Linked DNA regions of Xenopus laevis: region 2 is linked to region 1. A link is a contact called in public Hi-C data. All regions are on one chromosome and are shown on one strand. Each heading gives the region's core, a stretch centred on a gene start, on an enhancer-like site or on the middle of the called end of the contact. The rest is flanking DNA. Distances are from core to core; before and after follow the strand shown.

Region 1 (2,928 bases), core at 137-2,636:
GGTTATTAATATGTTAATAATTGAATAAAAGTTATGTTTTATCAACCTAACCACATGTGAGTTATTGGATGTGATGGATGGAAGGGTGCAGACATATGGGTCAGTTCTTTCCCACCTCTATTCTTGATTATATGATTTATTCAAATTGACTCTGCACACCATCTCTTTGTAACCTTTTACGGATGGGAGGTGCTCCCTAAATCTCTTCAGAACATGCCAAGTACGACATAAAATTGTTCTGCATTACATACTGTATGGATATAAAGGTGTAGCAGATGCAATCAGCCCTCCTGGCATAGACCACATAGGTAGTGTGGGTACAGCTTATATACAGTGATTTTTGAATGCTTATATTGTGTCCAATTTACTACTGAAATTCTAGCAGGGTGACTACATTGCATGTTCTGTCTATCCTTTTATGAGCAATGGGAGCCATACTAAATCTTCTATCACATTTAGCTTTTCAAAATTAACTTTATTTCTTATTTGCATGGCAACAGAGCAAAGGTAGAGGAGAGGGGGCTGATTGGAGCCAAAAAAGGTGAAAAATCACTGCTGTAATGAAAAGCTAAGAATCCGTCACATTTATAGTTTAACTGATCATTGGTTGCCAAAGGTGAACTCACCCTGTGATGCCCTCTGGCTACAAATAGTTGCAGTGATTGGAAGGCTGCAATTAAAGTAACCTTTATTAATCAATTTACCATAATTCCTAAAATTGTGTCACTCACTAGGCTTGAGCGAATTTGACCCGTTTTGTTTCGACAAAAATTCACCGTCAGTGAAATGTCATTAAAGCCTAGGGGCGTCAACATTTTTTTGACGTGCGCCAATTTTTTTTGACGCGCAACACCATACAAGTCTATGTGCGTCATTTCCACGGCAAAACAAGGCGAAAAAATTCACCCATCCCTATCAGTCAGACAATCACAAGTTAAAACTAATATGCGCTTCCTGGATGCTTTTCCTAGTTCACCATAATATAAAACTTTATTTTGTTATGCAAGCATTGCTCTAGTTGCAAGGAGCAGCAAACTGGGATAAGGAGAATCTTATTTCCAAACAAGCATCTTTAGGTTCAAAACTTAAATATAAGTTATATGAAACATTAATTTAATAAATAGTAATATGTTGTCATAGGTGTATTCGTAGTTGTAGTAATAAATCAGAGCTTTTATTCCCCCAACCTTGAGGCAAAATTACTAAGAAACCCAGTACAGGTGAAGTGGGTTCTTGCATCATCTGAATCAAAAACGCCAAGTTAGGAGGAATGTAGGGAGCAGAATTTGGGATGTGCCTTAGTCCATCTTTCCACCCATGAATACAAAACTGCTTCAATCTGAAAGCACAAGTCCTTGCACTCTATTCTGGAACTCAAGGACCTGCATATGTGGGAGCTGACAGTGGGACAGGCTTAAACTGTGCTTAAAAACTATGCTTAATTTCATATGCCTCTCTCTCTGGGTGCATTCACTGTTGTTATGCATTAAAGTACCTATCAAACAGTATAATTGTTCCACAAACAAGAGGAGTGTGTTCTGTTAGCATTATTAGTGTCACATAGTTGCATATTAATCTTCCTATAGTATCATGTCCGCCACACGAACATCAACATCCCAGACAGATTATATTATTATATTATTATTATTTATATAGCACTCACAAATAAACCAGCTCTCTACAGATGCATAAGCTCCAAACCATGTGTACTCACTAGTTTCAGTTGCATTAGGATCTAATTATCCTGTATGTTTTTGCCTTACCATATATTTGCAAAAGTTGTCTGCAAAAAATCCAAATGCTGCAAGTCATGCAAAAGCAGCCCCAGAAAGCACTACCCTTGACAATAATAAATATACAGTATATCATGTGTATATTTACTACCTGTGGTTAACCAGATTCTGTATATGAACTGTAATGATTTCCATAAGGCAAATGTGCTTAAAATTCCTCGCCTTAAACATTTCCCAATTAAGGTTGTTATTAATCATGTGCTGATGTGAAAATGGCAGGTGCAAATATCTGTGAGATTGCCTATTGCCAAAAAGGTATACCCACAGAGAAAAGAAGCTGCTTTATGGTACGTTCTTGTTTTTGTTTTTAGTAAAAGCCCCCTGAGGCATCTTCCTTTGAAGCCAGTCCCTGCCAAACCAGTTTTTTGGAATGTTTGTCTTAAAACAGATTTCTTTGCTTTTACAATAAATGCTGCAGGTCATTGTTAAATTGAGCATTGTGATAACACAAGCAGTTCATGCGACTGAAGAACTACAGAAGCAACAGGAATACATTCAGCAAATCCCCCTTAAATAGCTTCAGATTTGAAACCAAATGATGCATGTAAAGGCACAGCAATTTGAAAAATAAATCTATCATTTCATTTTCTATATAACAAACCATGTTCTTTGAAACAATATTTGGACATAAGTGGTACACCGGGACTTACAGGAAACAACTGTTTTGAAAAGAGAATAGAAAAGGATAAGTTAAGTCATAAATCTTTCATTATCTGCCTTGTTGACCTAAACCTGATGTCACATGGGTTAAATGTAATAATGGGCAAATGTAACTGAAGTCATGAACAGAAAAAAAAAATGCAAAATTCTAATCAAATTTGTGCATTCAACACATTTAAAAGAAATGCTTAAATGTGCCATTCTTGGGGGCAGAAATATTTTTTTTGTAAGGAGTTTTATCATGTACACTGATAAATTATAATGTTTTTTATTCCTAATTGACAGATCAGGCACTATTGCACATATTTTTCCATTTGTGACTTTTATTACAGTCTTAAAGTTTGCGTCTAGTTATCATGACTGTAGCAGATGCTTCAAATAGACTTTCCTGTTCGTTGATTGTTATTGGTTTCCAGGCCTGGTACAAACTTTGTTATGTGACCCCCGTGATGTGACATTCAGAAAGGCCATTTCC
Region 2 (2,928 bases), core at 296-2,795, 76 kb after region 1:
TTGGCATGTACCTAAAGGTATGGGACCTGTTATCCAGAATGCTCGGGACCTGGGGCTTTCCGGATAACAGATCTTTCTGTAATTTGGATCTTCATACCTTGTCTACTAGAGAATCATGTAAACATTAAATAAATCCAATAGGATGGTTTTGCTTCCAATAAGGATTAATTATATCTTCGTTTGGATCAAGTGCAAGGTGCTATTTTATTATTACAGTGAAAAAGGAAATTATTTTAAGAAATGTGGATTATTTGGATAAAATGGAGTCTATGGGAGACAAGCATCCCATAATTTGGAGCTTTCTGGATAACGGGTTTCCAGATAATGTATCCCAGACCTGTACTGCCAATACTACAATACATTATACTAGCTGACTTAGTATACACACGCCACCAGATTTTACATCCAAAATGCATTGTGCCTAAACTGTGTAAATCAGTTTGTCAAGTATTTATTTTAATACTGATGCTCAGGAAACCCTGTGTGGGAAATACTGTGAAGTAATAAAAAGATAAATGGCAAATGTATTCCCACTTTTCCCACACTCATTGCTAAACAATCACCTTAGCATTTATAGGGGTGCGGTGTGTATTTCAAAGCATTGCTCTCGATACCCCTGCACCTGTGTCCAAAAGGTGCTTTTAATGTCGTAATTATATACCCTTCCCCCTATGATCTGCTGTTACATTTTGTTTATACTCATCATCAACTTAAATATTTTGTTTTAAGAACTCAAGATATATATTTAACCCTTGTGTAAGTGTGGCCATACATGGGCAGATTTTAGATACCAATTCAGGTCCTTTAGATTGTTTCAGCAGCTTATCTGCCCATGTGTGGGGCCCTCCCATGCGTCACCCAACTGATATCTCTTGTCAGATATTGATTGTAATCCAATTGTTTTTCCCTAGACCCAACGATCAAATTAACCCCTGATATTGACATTTGTTTGGTGACCAAATTTTTTTTTGGGCAAATTAATGATGCAATTAAGCGAAAAAATCTACCAATGGCGTAATGTGGAATTTTGCTGCAAGTCTATGCATGGTGAAAAATTTTGCTCATCGCTAATCAGCCTGGACAAATATTCTGGTTGATAATATGTAGACATGCTGTATATTTAGAACTAAACCTAGTCATCATGGTTTAAAAGGGTCAGATTTCATTGTCCCCCCAAGCCAAAGAAAGTGGATTGTCACCCAGATGATAAAACTATAGTATATGTATGTGATGAATAAAGATATGGATGGCCATACATGCATACATGTGATCACACTTGGTTTATAACAGTAGTATAGCTGTTAGACCCTGCATTTCATTTGGTTGTTCAAGACATTTGTGCTTTCAGGAAGTGGCGTAACTATAGAGGAAGCCGACCTCGGGGTTGAGGAGGCCAGGGGAAAAGGGGGGCTCTCTTGCCTGGAAACTTGTGGGGCCCCTGCAACAAGAAGATGTTCACACACAAGAGCGTACGCACGTCAATGAGTCCAGATGAGGGTCCACACCAGTGTGCTCATGCCACTGCATGGGTTGGGTAAGTTGCTGCATGTGCCGGGCCCCTCTGAAGTTTATTCACGGGGGGCCAGGTTGGTATGCCGCTGCTTTCAGGTATAGTTGCCACCTCCACCCCTACATGCCTTCTGCATGGCAAACCAACAGGTAATAAAGCATCAGTCAGGGTTCCAAATAGCCATTAATATACATCTTAATGAACTAGTCTTTAGCCATCCAGGACAGGGATTTCTTGTACCTGCTTTGAAATGATTGGGGTGGTAAGTGTACCTGCAGGGAGCTCCACATCTACCAATAACTGTCAATCATTTTCAGGTGACACATGTCCAGATTTGCCAGTCATTGCTACATGTGATCACCATCTGCTGTTAATGTTACAGTATGCGTTTCCAGTTGGATTATGTGCATTTTAGCTATACTTTATCTTTCTGCATTTTTCATCTATTACTGCCATCTAGTGGTACAGTTAGGAGTGAGCTGCATTACAGCAGTACAAAATGTACCTGATTTCTTCTCAAAAGCTTTGTCAAACACAGTAACCTCCACTCCCTGAGTGTGTGGATCTTCACTGCAGTTCAAACGTCTAAACCCAGAGCATTAACAGTTGATTATGCAGACTTTCCAGTCGGGAAAGAGGGTGAGGCTAAGATTTAATAGCTCAGAACCTCACATCAGCCTATTGTGTTACAAGCTTACTATATTTGCAACACCCCGGCCTCAGGCTGAGTTCACTTTAGTTCACTATAAAATAAAGCTACCATTTTCCTATAGCAAAGGATAATATCTAACTCCCATCTTGCCACTCAAAGTCCCAAGCAAAGCTTTATGTAGATTGGATGTCTGTGTGCTGGTCAGGGCCAGAACAAGGGTAGGCAGAGTAGGCACCCACCTAGGACGCAATCAATGGAGGGCACACTTTTAAGGGGAATTTTCTTTTTTTTTAAAACCAGGTTAGATTGGCCTTTAATAGTTTTGCAATCACCTACATATTATAATAGCTGCTGAAGAGTCTCTGGCAAAACAAGTTTTACAGAAATGTCAACCACAGGCTACTTTATCGGAGTAATATCTTCTTAACTACAGGTTGCCTCCTTAAAACTTGCTCTTTTAAAGAGGCTTTCCAACTCGGAATGGCATTACCACTCCCGTCAAGCAATGTTCCCTCTAATTCTTTCTTGGCTTTCTCAGAAATTCTTCTGTGTGCACATTTAAAAGTTGTGTGTGCATTTCTTAAAAACTGTGTGCTCAGGTCAGAATAAATGCAAAGTTTAGTTTTCACTCACAATTTGTGTATGCACGCACAAGCACACAGCTTAGAGGTAACATTGCTGCCAAGTGTCCTACAAATTGTTCAACAGTCGCACTTAAGTAGGTAAGAGTTTCATACACTTGTACTGGAAGGCTTGAATATCATCA

Evidence for each region. A called contact is a pair of places that touch in the nucleus more often than the background predicts.
Region 2: a Hi-C map of the XL177 cell line shows a contact between it and region 1, with 3 times the contacts expected there. The contact joins two enhancer-like sites. A contact is called at or near these places in 2 of 4 Hi-C or Micro-C datasets (the XL177 cell line and the XTC cell line).

Annotation. Positions count from the first base shown.
Region 1 is chr5L:110,787,640-110,790,567 of Xenopus_laevis_v10.1, forward strand. No RefSeq gene overlaps it. Among protein-coding and RNA genes, the nearest start is that of tp63.L, 29 kb to the right of the region's middle. Within about 2 kb of position 1,387, at least 1 of the 7 cell types and tissues checked has an H3K27ac peak or open chromatin away from gene starts, as enhancers often do.
Region 2 is chr5L:110,863,471-110,866,398 of Xenopus_laevis_v10.1, forward strand. No RefSeq gene overlaps it. Among protein-coding and RNA genes, the nearest start is that of tp63.L, 47 kb to the left of the region's middle. Within about 2 kb of position 1,546, at least 1 of the 7 cell types and tissues checked has an H3K27ac peak or open chromatin away from gene starts, as enhancers often do.